2 separate regions of the Gossypium hirsutum genome follow, and region 2 is linked to region 1. Evidence: chromatin contacts called from public Hi-C data. All regions are on one chromosome and are shown on one strand. Each heading gives the region's core, a stretch centred on a gene start, on an enhancer-like site or on the middle of the called end of the contact. The rest is flanking DNA. Distances are from core to core; before and after follow the strand shown. Region 1 has its middle 90 kb from the start of LOC107921180. Region 2 holds the start of LOC107921005 (putative cyclin-B3-1).

Region 1 (7,791 bases), core at 3,761-6,260:
CTAGCTCTCGGCCTTAGTCTGATTCTGACTCATATTTTAAACTTAATACATCGGCCTAGACTACTAATGTTTGTAAGTGATCAGCCACTTCTCGCACTTGAGTCAAAGCTTCACCCATGATGTAATCCCTGTTCCTGACTTGATCTTGCGATTGATGAAGCTGCTCTTTCCACCATTCGTTATTTACCTCAAAGAGTTCATTCTGAGGTTCACGGTTTTGCAGCGTGGTTTCAAGTTCTTCTATCTTCCCTTTTAACTCTTCAATTTTGCTCATACCAGCCTTCAACTCGATTGCAGAGTTACGAATTCGATACTGATACAATGAACTTTCTAACTCTGACACCCGAATCTTTAATCCCTCCTTCTCATTTTGGCTTTCTACCAAACTCCTTTTTAGAGTATCTTCTCGAGCTTGAGCATCTCAAAATTTTTCTTCTCATTGACTGGTTCTACTTTTTTCCTCTTTAATTTCCTGCCGCTATTGTTCTGACATTTTTCATAGCCCAGCGGTTCTCATTGACCTTCGCAGTTTCTTGTAGTTTGTTTTCAAACTGTCCAAATCGTCTTCAGCCTTTTTTTTTCCTTTTCTCAATTTTATAGCTTCTAGTTTCTGGACATCGACATCTAGCCCCAACTGTATTTTTTCTTTCTCCAATTGCTCGATCCTTTTTTCTAGCTCTAAACTCTTTCTCTCGAAATTTTGTTTGATTATCTCTAGCTCAGATGGGATAACCTTCAAGTGTTCTTCCATTGATCGAGTGTTTTCTTGATCTGACGTAGGGATGTTGTCGTTGATCCTCTGACCCCACCACCAGTCATACTCAGGGGTAGTCATTGGATTAGCAACAAACCTTTTCATTCTACAAGTTTGGTTCCAAGCATTCGATATCTCACGAACTTTCTTTTTGTAATTATCTCCCTTGTATACGAACTCGCACTGAGCTAACCCGTGTGTTGGTGGCATAAATTGTCTTGATCTATACTGTCTTAACACGAGTAGAGGAGCATACCCGACGGCTCCTCATATCCCAAGCAGAGAAACCCAATCAAAATCTCCACATCGATATAATATCTCGTCAAGGACCATCCACGAGGCTCTCCATTCGATGTCTTCCTCTTGCAGATTTTGAAAAATCGTCATCCACTTTTCCTCTGTAATATCATCCCGTCTCGACGTAGCCACTAACTCTTTTAGTGGATAGTAGTTTTCGGAGAAGATACGTTACGAGACCTTTTCCACTTTCTAAAAATGGCTTTGGAACCAAGCTAGTAAGAGTTGTGCGCATCCGATGAATCTCTCTTTGCCCGCTCTTTGACAAGCATTCAATGATCTGAAAGTTTCAGCCAAAATCGTAGGTACGGGTGTAACCCTTTTACTAAGCCTGTCAAATAGATCGGAAACCGCCTCATCTATGTGCCCCAAAGCCTTAGGGAAGATAACCAGTCCATAAATGCTCAAAGTGAAAACATCAACCCTCTTCTTCATATCAGCATGCGCAGGATTAAATCCCTCAAATTCCTCCAGGGGATGCACTTACAATCTCCTTTTTGCTTGATCCGGGCTGTAACCCACTGTTGGCTCATTTCCGCGATGTTCATCAACTTTTTTGAGAATGTTGGGACGTTGGCAGCTCTGGAATAAGCTTTGTCAACTTAAATCTTCGGGCAATGGAGCAAGACCGTGTACTCTTCTATAGTAGGTACCAAATCTATTTTCCTGAAAGTGAAGCAACTATAAGCAGAATTCTAATACTGGGCGAGGGCTCGAAATAGGTGCTCGTCTACCTTGATATCAAGCAGATAGGGTAAATCACCATAATGACAATAGAATAGCTGTTTGATCTCGTCATCCCATTAACCCCAAATTTCTTTCATCTCTTAGAGATTATTTTAGGTTACACTGATCCGAGTGAAATCCCACAATTCTGACACATACCCCTCGGTAAGACTATCACATTTCTCTTACTGTGTTGTCTCAGCCCGTATCCAGACGGCCGCATTATCCTCCACTTTATCAAGAAACCCCTTTTTCATGATAAGTTATCTATTTAGCAACTGGATGTGAATCAACACCTTTTGTGATGAAAATGCCATGCAAATACAATCAAAATAAAACAAAGCAAGTCAGTATCTCATACACAGTTTAAAACAAGCAAGGAATAATAAATATAGCACCTGCTCGGGTAACCACTAGGGTTTGATGTAGTTCTACCTAAGGCGGGTTCCTACGGCTCACTATATGCGGTTCGGTTCTAAAATAAAGGTACCTGAACTAGCAGATTCCTCGATCCTCACCCATTATAGGCTCATATAGACCGAGTTCAGTTCAGGGGAATACATTTCCCTATGGCTGCATAGAGATGAAAATCTCACGAAGACATAGGTATGGATGTATCCCAAAAGCGATCCACTATCCTACACAGAGGTGAAAACCTCATGAGGGAATAGTTTCTCACTTCCACTTAAAAGGGTAAAATCAACCGATCATGCAATGCAATGTGCAAAAAGATACCAAAATTTAAACCAACACAACAATTATAAACCATAATGATGAAGATCGTAACAAAGACAGATGAAATGCAACGAAATGATCGTACATTTAAATCAAGTTTTCAGTTTTCGACAAAAGGACAAAAATTAATCAACTCGTGGCTTGACTCTTTTTTTAGTCCCCAGTGGAGTCACCAAGCTGTCAAAACCATTTTTTTTAAAAACGGGGTCGACTTGATTTTGAAAATGAAAACAAACGTGGGAGTTGCCACCAATCCTTTTTATTTAGGTGTGATCGGATCACCTAGTAATTCAGTCGTTTTAACAAAATTTAAATTTATTAAAACGATGATTTTTGGTCTACAAAATCCAAAAAACAGGTTCGGGAGTCGGTTACGCACGAGGAAGAATTAGCACCCTCGTAACGCCCAAAATTGGTACCTAGTTGATTAATTAATGTCTTGGTGTCGAAAAATTTGATTACTTTGAAGAGATTTTAAAAAAAATATCCTTCGTTAAAATATTGTTTAATTAAAAAAATTTTGAGAAAAAATAGTTATTTCACGTTAATCGAGAAAAAAGATTATATCCCATAAGTTAGGACACAATGTCTTAAATTCTCGATATGCGAATAAACGCCAAAAAATTTATTTATTTTGAAAGATATTTGATTTTCTTGGTTTTTAGAAAGAAACCATACTCCGTAAGTTAGAATACAATTTTTCCTTAATATCGAAGTTGTTTAAAAAATTTTAAAACATTCATATGTTCAGATTTATCGAGAAAATCAAAACCCCGTGAGTTAGGGAATGACTTTTCGAATCTCAAAATACGAAATATTGCTTATTTGAAACAACGTTTTAATGTATCAAGTAAAAATATGACATGATTTATAGTGACATATAAAAGCAAATTACAGTGCTAATACATGTAATAACATAATAATAGGTGCGACAATGCCGATAATAAAAATATGTGCAATTATATGAAAATGAAATAAAAACAAGGCTAATAATATAAAAATAGAAATAAATAAACAAGTAAAACAAAAATTATTAAAAAAACTTAAACAAATAAATAAGAAAAATAAAATAAACAAATAAATAAGTAAATAAAAATATAAAATATGACAAAATAAAAATGACACTAATAATGAAAACAACAATAATAATAATGATGATGATGATGATGATGGTAATAATAATAGTAATAATAATATGCTAAATAATAGTAATAAAAAATAATAGTAACAGTAATTATAAAAATGATAATAGTAATATAATAAGATGATGATAATAATAATAATAATAATAATATTGATAATAAATAATAATAGTAAAAGGAACAATAATAATAACAATAATATAAATAATAATATATATAAAATAATAATAATAATAATGATCATAATAATAATAAATAATAATAAGAAAATAGTAAAAATAACTAAAAAGGACTAAAGTGAACTTAAAATAGAAGTTCGGGGTGTATTCAAAATAAAAATAAAAAGGAAAGAACCAATTTGGACGCGCAAATAACAAAGGAGGACCAAAATGGGCAATACCCCTCCCTCCCAAAACGCACAGCACCAAGAGGGACCAAATTGAAGGTCAAAATAAATTATAGGGCAAAATTAAAAAATAAAAGAAACTTGATTGTAAAACAATAGAAAAGCGGAAGGGCTAAAAGCGCAAATAAACTATTTTCTCAAAAACAAGCGGATCCTAGCTCTGGGTCAGGTCAAGGCGCGGGTCGGCCAAAATGACACCATTTTGCACATGGTGTTTTAAATCAAAACGACATTGTTTTGATAAGCTTTATAAATCAATTTTTTTACAAAAAATTCATTCTACTCTTCTTCTAAAAAAAAACTTTCATAAAAACCTCTCAAAACACTCTCCCCCCCTCTCTCCAAGTCCAGCCGACTCTGACATCTCCACCGCCGTCAGCCAACATCTCCACCGCCAGAACCAAAAAAGTTAGCGTTTTTCGGGGATTTTAAGGGTAAGCCTCGTTTCCCTCTTTTTATTTTTATTCTATATATATATATACATAAATAAATAAAAAAAAGAAATAGATTTGAAACAAAAATAATAATAATAATAAAATAAAATAAAAAGATAGAATCACCTTTTATTTTTTCTGATTTGATTTTGTCTTTTTGTTTATTCTTTCTCTTTGATATTCGATCTTTGCTTTGTTTTTGAAAATCTTTTATTTCTTGTTTTGATTCTAGAAAAAAAAAACTAATTACATTCGGTTTTAATATGGCTCTTTATAGCCATATTTTCTTTACAACTTGCTCTTTAATTGATTGCTCTGTTCTTTTTGCAGATAAATGGGCGGTGAATGTGATAAGGGCGGTGCTGTAGACTGCGGATAGTCAGAAGACCTTACGTGCGGCGCACCTAAGGTTTGTTTATTTATTTTTTTTCTAATTTTGGGTATTAGGCTAACTGGGCTAGAATTAGGCATTGGGTTTTGGTTTTTAAGGTTTGGGCTGATATAATTGGGTTGTTTAGTTGGGCTTGGTTTGTTGGGGTAGTGGGCAAAATTTGGGCTGCACGGTTAGCATTATTACTGAACCTCAGTGCAAGTTTGTTGTTTGATTCAAAAACTGTGCCATGGTCTGTCGTATGAATTTCCTAGTTGTAATATACATAAACCATGAATCGATTACTCATATTGAGGCTTCCCTAGAACTGTACAAATGAATTAAATCAATTTCAAATTGTTTACATTATCACAAACAATTTTGATGCCTCTGTGGTCAGTGGATAAATAATTACAATGCAATATGAACTCAATCAAAATTCACATTCAATTTTTTTAAAAAAACGTCAATTTCAATTGCAATATGTCAAGATTATGGAATGAATAATTACTAAACTTTATAACTATAAAATAAAAAAAAAATAGATGAAACAAATTATTTAATTAACATTTTCGAATAAAAGGTTTTACATTTCTTTATATTACAAACCCTAAACCCCTTGTAAAAGATCTTGGGCCTTCACCTTTTTAACCTGCACTAATTTAGAATCTATGAAATATTTTGGTAAATTTTTAATGACAAAATTGTTCATCCAAGGAATTCACGGGGTTTCCCAAATGAGTTTGTAGAAATGATTACTCGTAACAATTTGGCAATTTACTTTGCACCTTCCCATGCAATACTAGTAAAAAGAAATATTTAATCAACATTTTGTACCAAGCATTCTCCTTATAATGCCTCGTTACAAATCGTCATAATCTATATAACATAAATAAATATTTCCTTTAAAATATTACATTTCAGTATTTGTAGTCTAACACTAGGATAACACATAAAAATAAATTTCTGCATCATCCGATTTACAAAAATTATGTCTGCAACAACACATGGGTTGTTAGGTTCATTCTACAATTAATTAACTGCCTCGCTTCTTCTTACTTTTGAGTCCTAACTCATAATGAAGTACAATAAGTCAGAACCATTATCACTAACATATATGTCATTAATTTGATAACTATTAACTACGCTTGCATGTAAATTAATCATCATAATACGTTCACATAAATGTTTAAAAAAATATTTAATTAACAACTCATACGTAATGTTAAAAAAAAAAAATCATGTCAAGTTACTTACAATGGTTTGATATTCCAAGCCTGAACACCACAAAAACATGGATAATTATTTAAAATAATCTAAATAATTTAATTTATAAATAACATTATTAAAATTATTTTAATATTGTGAATCAAATATCACAATACTAACATTCAAATTAAAACATTTATCACACTATAACATAACTATTAAATATATTATTTAAAATTTCATAAATAGTAATAATATAAATTATACTAATATAAATATTTAAAACATTATGTTAACTCATAATATTTCTATTTTTACCTTACTAACAAGTCATTCCAGAATTCAAACTAATCAAAATGTTTTATTAATTTTTTACTATTAATTTGGGGGTTTAAGTTTTTTTTTAGAGGGTTTATTTTGGGGATCGGGTGTTTGGGATTTTTCCCATGCTTGTGTAGTCCTGTGGGGAATAGAATTTCTGCCCAAATAGATACTCTTTGTTTCGAATTGGCAAAGATTCCTGTCCAAAATTCTGCATAATGGCGTTTGCTCCTCACACCATCCTTTTTACTGTAGCAATTTTTTTATTTTATAAAAATTACCTTAAATTTTTTATTAATTATAAAAATGACCTATTTTTATTATTATTATTATATATAAATGATCTGAAATTTACAGTAAAAATTAGTAGAGCCAAAGAATTTGATGCCACCAGTATATCACGTCAGCAAACCTAATAAAAAATTATTTTTTTGGTGGAGCCATATAGAATGACGCTGCTTGTATAAATACCAAGAAAATATTGCTATTTCTGAACAAGTAGAAAGGCCTTAAAAAAATAATTATTTTTTGGTGGAGTTAAGGAGTTTAGCATCACCATTTTCCAATGTGTTAGTGTAATTGGTTTTTTTTTAATTTTAAAACTATAAAAATGTTTTCTTATTGATGAAGCCATTCTAAATGACGTATTATTAGAGTTTTTTCTTAAATATATTTTTTATTTAAAATTTAAAAAAATAATATTTTTTTTACAAATTCTCATTTTTTCCAAAATTTCTTTATTTTTTGATCATTGTTTCTTGATTTCTATTAAAAACGCTCCTTATCAATCATTCTTTAAAAATGTCACTTCAAATTTCTTAATTTTACATTACATAAATTATTTACATAAAAATTATATTTTACAAAATAACTATCAATTTACATAATTCAAAAATTAAATTTTATAAAATATAATTTTACATTTCAAACATTTTAAAATAGTTTCACTTAACTTACAATTTATAATTTTATAACATGAGAAACTTTCTCAATACTAAAAAAATAAAATTAAACGGTTTTGTTCAAGACCGACAACATTGTGTCTAACAAATTGAAAAGTAAATTGTTTAACCACAACAGGAGCGACTTTCTTGGTGCTATTATCTTGTAGCTGAAATGCTGCCGATATTGATGATCTCACTCGTGTGGTTCGATTTGGGATTCCTTGAAACCTTCAAATATCCCGTTGACCCGAGGAATCCTAAATAATCCACCTGTTGGCTGCATAACTAATTTGAACCGATTATCGTCCTACCACAGCCAACGGAAAGACCTACATAACCAATTTGAATTCGTTATCGAATAGATTACTGGCAACCAAAAATAACCATTAAATTTACCGGTGTCGTAGCTCCATCAGATTATCGTTAAACAAAACATACCTTCAAATTAAAAAA
Region 2 (7,791 bases), core at 3,893-6,392, 370 kb after region 1:
TTTCAAAATAATTTTTAAAATTATAATAATTTAAAAAAAAATTCTAAAGAATATATAAAGAAAGTTAAAAATTTTCTAAAATAATAATTTTGAGAACCTAAATAAGTTAATTAATGATTCAAGTATCTTAATTTTTTTTTTCTTTATTTTCCTTTGAAAAAGTTTTCAAATATATATGGTTTCAAATTTATGCCCTCTAACTTAGAATTAGTTATAGTATAACAAGATTTTAATTTGACATGTTTAATTTTTTAATTTACCTTGAACAATTTCACTCGATTCGATTTGACTCAATTTCTTTTCACTAAATTCGAAAAAACTTCAAATCGAGTTAGGATGATGAAATAGGACCCGTCAATTCGATTGGATCAAACACTCACCCCTAACATGAAGCCTAGAACAAAGACCATAAGCCAAAAATGTTTCTAGAAAGAGAAGCCTAACAAACAAATACCTCAGTAGTCCAATAGTACTGATAAATTTCATCAACATATTGAGCAACTTCCAATGGATTGTCATCTTTATCAATGCCAGGTAGCTTTTCTTCTTCTTTGGCTCCATTTCCCTCTAATAGCTGCAAAATACTTCCAATATTCATTTAACTTCTCAAGGAAAAGGCTGAAACATTAATATAGATTGTAGCAGGACCAAAACCTTTGATCTTGTCATCAATAAGGATGTATAAGATCTCCTACGTTTGGCTTTCTTTCTAGTAAGGATATCAGGCATGTTGATGCTAGCATCACTATTGCCATTAGACATAAGATCCTTTTGGCTAGCTTCACTGGAAATTGCTGCTACATTATTCGCTGGAAGAGTACATTCTATGTCTTTCTTGGATGAGATTGCAGCAACAGATGCTTGTTTTTTCAAACCTGAAGAACACTTCGATTTTGACGCTCTTTGAGCATTAGAAGGCCTGAGTGCAGTCTTAACACTTGGCTGAGCAATGAATGACAAAAAAAACTTATGAAGGACACAAATACAGCATCGGTTGCCAGTAAGCATTAAGCAAATCAGAAAAAATAAGGCAATATCATTAAAATATAGAGAAAACTAATTGAAAGACAATAGCATGTCATATACCTTGAAAGATCTTGGCAATATACGAGCAGCTGAATTGGATCCACTTTTAGTAGCCCTAGTTCCAAATTTTAAGCTAATAATCAGAATACTCATATGCAATGAAATTTGCTTACTATTAGAAAGAACATGCTATATAAACCCGCAAAACTTCAATATGGATCTATAATATATGCCAGTAAACTTTCAAGCAGATCTATAATCTATCTTTTTGTTTTATAACAAAATCCCTCATGGTGCCCAGCAAAAAAAAAGAAGCGGTTAGTTGCCAGTTTAATTAAAAGTGAATAAATTCCCATTCAGTATGAGCATGTAGAAAAAGAAAATATTGACGTAGAGGTGGACATTGCAGATAAATTCTAAAATGCTAAAAGACTTCCTAGAATTAATTCACATGCTTTGTAAAAGATAGACACCAAAGGAAAACTGATTCAGGAGATAAAATAGTGAATCAATATGACAAAGGTAAAGACTGTCAAGGCATTTTTCAATAAATTGCAAACTTTACAGTGGCTCGTCTAGACTTCAAATTCTTGGTGGTAAATTTATACTTTATTGTAGGAGACTGAAAAAGCATTTCACTTCTGTCCCTGTTTAAGACCTTATTACAATGTTTAGAAAAAGGGCTGGATAACCAGTTAGACCTCCAGTTCTTGGACCAGCCAGTTCATCAAAAAATAATTTATCTTATTAAAATTTTTGCTTGAATTGACCGGTAGTGTAAATGGGTAATTCCTTATGTTATTTATTACAACAAAAATAATCTAAGTTCAGCAGGGTAAAGAACCAGAATGAAATCAGAGACTCGTGCTTACATCATTACAAAGCTATCACTCCCTCTATTCCTTGAAAGATGGTTCTTTCCATAGCTTGCTTGATGTGAAGCACTCTCACAGACTTTAGCCTTACCTGAAACCCCCAAAATGGGGACAAAAAAGGGGGAGAATAGACAGGAGAAAAATGCCATCTTAGTGAAAGCAAGTCTGGGCACTGCACTTCTGGAGATTTAAGGAAAATAGATCATGCGTCTTACTTGTATTTCTACTAGCTTCTGTAGCTTTGTCCTACATGGAAAAGGGGAAATATATAGGCAATAAATAAATAAAAGATAAAAAGGCAGATGCAACAAGATCAGCAAGATAATATCATGAGAAAAGGGAATAACACTATCTTCATTTTCATTTCTTTCTTTTTTCGTTGGCAGAAAATGAAATAAATATGTTCAATATTGCGTAACTTGGAAGGGCCTGGTTCACCTTCTTCAACACCGGTAAAGACTTCCTTTAAGATGAAAAGGAAATAAAAGCATACATCAGTGGCAGATATTATATGCATTCTTTTAATCAATTACTCCAGTGACGCTTAAATTCACAAACCTTGAGGGTGGAAGTGGATTCTTGGTTGTCCTGAAATGAAGTGAGAAAAACTTGATCAGATAATTTCAAAACAGCAGTCATACTAGCAGGTTTTATCCTGCACCCCAAACAGAAATTGAGCTCAATTTAACATTGTACCTGCTGGTGGCAAGAACAGATTTACGATCTGAATTCTTGGTTGTAACACTTTGGACACTCAAGGAAGTCTTCACATCTTTATTACTTTCTGTTCTCAGAAAGCAAAACTTGCTTATTTGTTGTTTTACTGGTGAACGTTACCAAAACAACTTTATAAATAATAGCAGGCTACCTGTCTTTGAAGTATGAACAACAGCACCTTGATTTAGATGGTCCCTCTCTTTTCCCTATTTTAAAAAATTTTGTGAAATAGATTTAAGTCCTTCCTAACTCCATGATAACACAAACAAAAGGTGATGACATCAAGAGAGCTACAAAGGAGGCTTATTGCAAACCTAATAATACTTTGATTATAGTGGAAAATCAAATGAATATATCAAAACTACATAATGAATTTCTTTCAGTAATTGTGGTCTGTATTATCAAGTGAAATTAAGATGCCATAAATATGGATAAAACACTCAAATTTAGCAGTTTGAAAGTCCTAAACTTCAGCCAAGAACTTACTAAAGTTTAAACTCAACACTACAATAAATGTTACATCATACAACTTTTCATTGGTTATTCCCAATCAACAATTTCTAATGATTGATTGTTCATGACAATCAGAGTATCACTTCTACCTTACTACTTTGGTGATATAACATAAATATGATATCAACAGTACACATGCCATTAGGACTAGGAATTAGGATAGTTCCAGAACTGATTTACCAAGATCTTAGTTATTAGTTTTCACACTTTAAATGACTTGTATGTTTGAGGGGCTGTAGGGGCAGGAGAAAAAGTAAAAAAGAGCTTTGAACTTTTAATCTAGTACTTGTACCTTGAAAGATCTCCTGGATGAGACATTAGCAGTTTTTGCAGCCGAAGCCACTGAAACCCTGCAAATAAATTACTTCACATATTTGAACTATAGTCTAAAAAACAATAAACGAATTAACATACAAATATCCATCTAGGGCTATCATCTTCTTCAGTAGAATTTTGTAAAATTTGGCCCCATGTTCATTTTGGATAAATGGAGCACTTTCTTCATTCAATAACAAAGCAGAGACAGACAGGGACAGTCAGGGAGGGGAAGTTAATGCATGTCATTGAAATGTTATTGATAAAATAGGTCATAGACAGAAACAGAATCAAACACAAAGCGACAATTAGGCACAAAAAGTACACTAGTTCAAAGTTGAAACATGTCTAGACTAAAAATTAGAAATTTTTCTTTAAAAAAAAAAAAAGATAAAGAAGAAAGACAAAGAAGAAGAAAGATTGGCACTGAACAAAATTTCCATAAATTTATTCATAACCCCCCCCCAAAAAAAAAAATCAATGGGCGAAATTGATAAGGGTCTATTGTGTCCTCAAATCTTGGCAATGCATCATATCCACAGCCAAATAAGACACAATGACAACAATTAGATTTCATACCGTTCCAACAAGGCACTTCTCTCATTCTTCCTGCGTTACAAAAAGGGCAGCAATGACAACTAGTTAGGCCATTTCCAGAAAGAGCTAACAATTCAAAAGCATTATAACTGTGGCACTCACATTGATTTAGAGCCATCATAAACTTTCGTGGAAGAAACAAAAGAAGTAAGGTTGCTAAGATCTGACAGTGCCTTTCTTTGAACTATTTTATTTTCTGAAAAGTGAGCGTATAAAGAACTGTAAAAAAAAGCTCTCAATGGCATAGAATGGAGATACTGATTATGACAAATTTGTTGCAGATGCAGCTGAAGCTTACCAGAACTATCGCGCTTGCCTTTAATCTTGGTCATGTTCTTCAAAGAGCCCTTTAAATTACATTTGGAAGTTAAACATGAATATAAATAAATAAATAATGCTTTATTATGAGAATCAATAAAAAAAAGGTAATAACCTTTGAATCGATTGCAGTAGTTAAAACGGCTGCTTTGCTACCTACTACTGGTTTCGTCCTAAAAAAGAAAATGTAAAAGAAAACCAGTTCGTCAAACTATCAAATTATTCTTTATTTAAAAAAAAATCAGACGATGCTCTAATCGAAGCAAGGGCAGCAAACTTACATGGTAGATGCTTCAATTTTTGGATTTTCATTTTGGGAATAAATTTTCAAACCTTTTACACAAATAAGAAAAGAATATAACGAATCTAAAAGAATATATATAATTACTGAATATAGAAAATAGGAATAGATAGAATTACAACGACTGGAGCTAAGTTGATCTCCTGTTTTCCCCTGGAAAAAATGAGAGAATATACTGATAAATAAATAAAAACTGAAACCCTAACTCAAATTTAAAGGGGAAAAATAATTATTAAAAAGATAATGAGAAACAGCACAATTTTCCTTATGAATTAAGAAGCATTATTCTTAATGAAAAAGAAGGGGAAAAAATACCTTGAGCTTGAGAGATGCCATTTTGATGGATCTTTCTTGACTTGTTTTTCTTCTGAGAGGAAGAAAGAAAAGTTAACCGTTTGCTTATGTTGAATTGAAAAGTGGTGTATCCCGCCTCTCTTTCCTCTCTTTTGTCTTTCAAATTGTTTCAAAATTTGAGATCATTTAGGCCCATGTGATGTGATTCTGTTTATACAAGATCTGGCGGGCTGGGCTCAAGTTCAAATGAGGATTTTTTAATGCTTCCGGGCCAACCTTTTTCTTCTGAATAAATGATACTCATAATTACTTAATTATGAAAAGTTATAATTTAGTCACTTAATTATTTAAATTTAGTTATTTAAGCCACCTTTTGTTAATTTGTTAAAAGGCATCAACCTGGGTCAGTAAGCTACTATTCCTCAAATATATTCAGGTAAGCTATATCCTTAGTCACACAATTATTAGTAATTTCTTTTGTTTTTGGGTCACTCATCTATAACTAAAACATCAATTTGGTACTTTTAATAATTCTTTTCATGATAAATGCAAAAAAAAAATTAAATAGAGTTTAAAATTCATAATTTATTTTTAAAAATTATAAAATTATTAATTTTAATTATGCAAAAAATATTAAAAATTCTAAAAAAAAATTCTTAAAATCTCATTATTCAGTTGCAGGACTTTTCCATTGTATGATTACTTTTTTGTTTTCACCTTTTTGATAAATAAAGTAAATTTTAGTTTTTTTTCTACTTGTGTTTTCATTTATAATCTTCATTTCAAAAGCAAAAGATAATCAATAGCGTAATTTTTGTTTTTCGCTTCATGGATCATCATCATTGTAGCTTTCCATCATATTATTATTACTATTATGCCAAGAACATTTAAGAACTCACCTAGATTGAGAAGAATGCCTTTGTAGAAGGGAAAATGACATGAATAACCTTTTTATTTTAGGGTTTGTTCTAACTTAGTATCTATGTTTTTAAAATGTTCACTTTTTGCACTTGAAGTTTTATTTCACTTATCAATTTATACCTAATCAAACATAGCGTATTGACCAATGGTATGACGAGATGTGACGCTTTAGTAAGGGAGTTAAAAGGACTTAAAATCATTATTTCAAATCTTTTTATACCAAAAATAAATAAATAAATATATATAATCATTAAATAAGAAAATTATAAAAAAATCCATTATTTTACTTTCATAAAAAAAACTAATAACACATTAATCAATGAACGTGTAATATTGAATTTTTCTTTTTAAATGTGGGGTATTGATCTTAAATTTATATTTTAACAATAGAGAGGATGGAAGAAAGAATTGGATCATTAATTATCAAATTTAAGGATTTTGCATTTATGGCTAAAAGTAATTAAAAGCATTAGTTGTTATACACTTTCATTAGACCTGATCATAGGTCGGGCCATCTGGCATAGCCCGAATGTCCGCTCGAAATGTGGGAGGGTTTGAGCTAAAATATAGGCCCGAAAAATGGGCTTAAACAAAAAAAATAAGGTTCATTTAAAAAATGGGTCGGGCCTCAAGTAAAGCATATTTGGCCTGGCTTCCCGATTAACTAAAGGAAAAAAATTTGCTCTTTTTTTTGTTTTTAAATGTTATTTTCTTGTTGTTTTCTCATTATTTTGCTACCATTTTACTATTACGTTGCTACTATTTTGTTGTTATTGTTTGGATATTGTATAAAACTTATGTTATTGTTAATTTTGTTATTATTTTAAAGGCATTTGTTAATTTTGTTATTATTTTAGAGGCATTTGCTTGTTCAATTGCATTTATCTTAGAATTATTTAAGTTTACATATTTTTTAAAATATATTTTCAATTTTTTGAGAAAAATTTATTTTGATGTTTTTAGTATTGTTGATGTATTATATATATTTACAAATTATATAAAAATTAATACGAGTGGACTGGGTCGGGCCCGAGTTTTAGCATTTTTATTCGGGTCAGGCTTGGGCAAAATTTTAGGCTCATTTTTTGGACTGGGCTTGGCCCGGGCCTAGTTAATGGGCCTAAATTTTTAGTTGAGCTTTAACATCCATCATGTTCAGTGGTTTTTTTCCACCCGTCGACAATACCAAAGTGCTCCCCTCCTCCTTTTCCTCCTCTCTTTTTTTGTTGGAGTAGATCGCCATGAATTTCTCAAAATCAACACGAAACTTCAAACCAAAGTGCGAGAGGAAAACAAATCGAACCACTATTAGATCATGTAACGCCCCCACGCCCGAAACCATCACCGGAGTCGAGCTTGAGGGGTTACCAAACATAATTTATCAATTTAAGAACTTCAAATCATTTGTTTCTACATTCACAGCTTTCTAGCTACTCGCGCCACAGTTACAAGAAAAATCATATCTCGAGTTACGAAACTCGAAATCAAGATCCGTAAATTTTCCCTGAATCTAGACTCATATATCTATTTACTAATTTTTTTCTAGAATTTTTTATTGGGCCAATTAGTACAGTTTATTAATTAAAGTATCCCCTATTTTAGGGTTCGACTACTCTGACCTCTGTGTATTACGAATCAGATATATCTCTATACAAAATTTCAACGACTATGAGATTTGTTTCCATTAAAACTAGACTCAATAAGGAATCTGTACATATAAATAACAACTTCTAATTATTTTAGTAAAATTTATTATGAATTTTTAAAGTCAGAACAGGGGATCCAGAAATCACTCTGGCCCTGTTTCGCAAAAGTTTAAATATCTCATAAAATATAATTTATATTCCTGTTTTGTTCAATCCATATGAAAATAGACTCATTAAGCTTCAATTTCATAACTTACTCATCATTTAG

The links. Hi-C and Micro-C count contacts between places; a contact is called where the count stands out from the background.
Region 2: a Hi-C map of leaf shows a contact between it and region 1, with 6 times the contacts expected there. The contact joins the promoter of LOC107921005 here to the enhancer-like site in region 1. A contact is called at or near these places in 10 of 34 Hi-C or Micro-C datasets (anther, callus, leaf and 1 more).

What each region holds. Positions count from the first base shown.
Region 1 is chrA08:20,788,556-20,796,346 of Gossypium_hirsutum_v2.1, forward strand. No RefSeq gene overlaps it. Among protein-coding and RNA genes, the nearest start is that of LOC107921180, 90 kb to the right of the region's middle. Within about 2 kb of position 5,011, at least 1 of the 9 cell types and tissues checked has an H3K27ac peak or open chromatin away from gene starts, as enhancers often do. A contact at or near this core is called in leaf, where this site is marked.
Region 2 is chrA08:21,159,907-21,167,697 of Gossypium_hirsutum_v2.1, forward strand. LOC107921005 (putative cyclin-B3-1) reads right to left here and starts at 5,143. Exons shown (of 23, transcript XM_041074595.1): 1 at 4,978-5,143; 2 at 4,782-4,815; 3 at 4,643-4,694; 4 at 4,477-4,534; 5 at 4,342-4,390; 6 at 4,146-4,239; 7 at 4,026-4,055; 8 at 3,424-3,481; 9 at 2,770-2,824; 10 at 2,598-2,685; 11 at 2,460-2,489; 12 at 2,340-2,364; 13 at 2,117-2,147; 14 at 1,899-1,992; 3 more. The coding sequence starts at 4,998.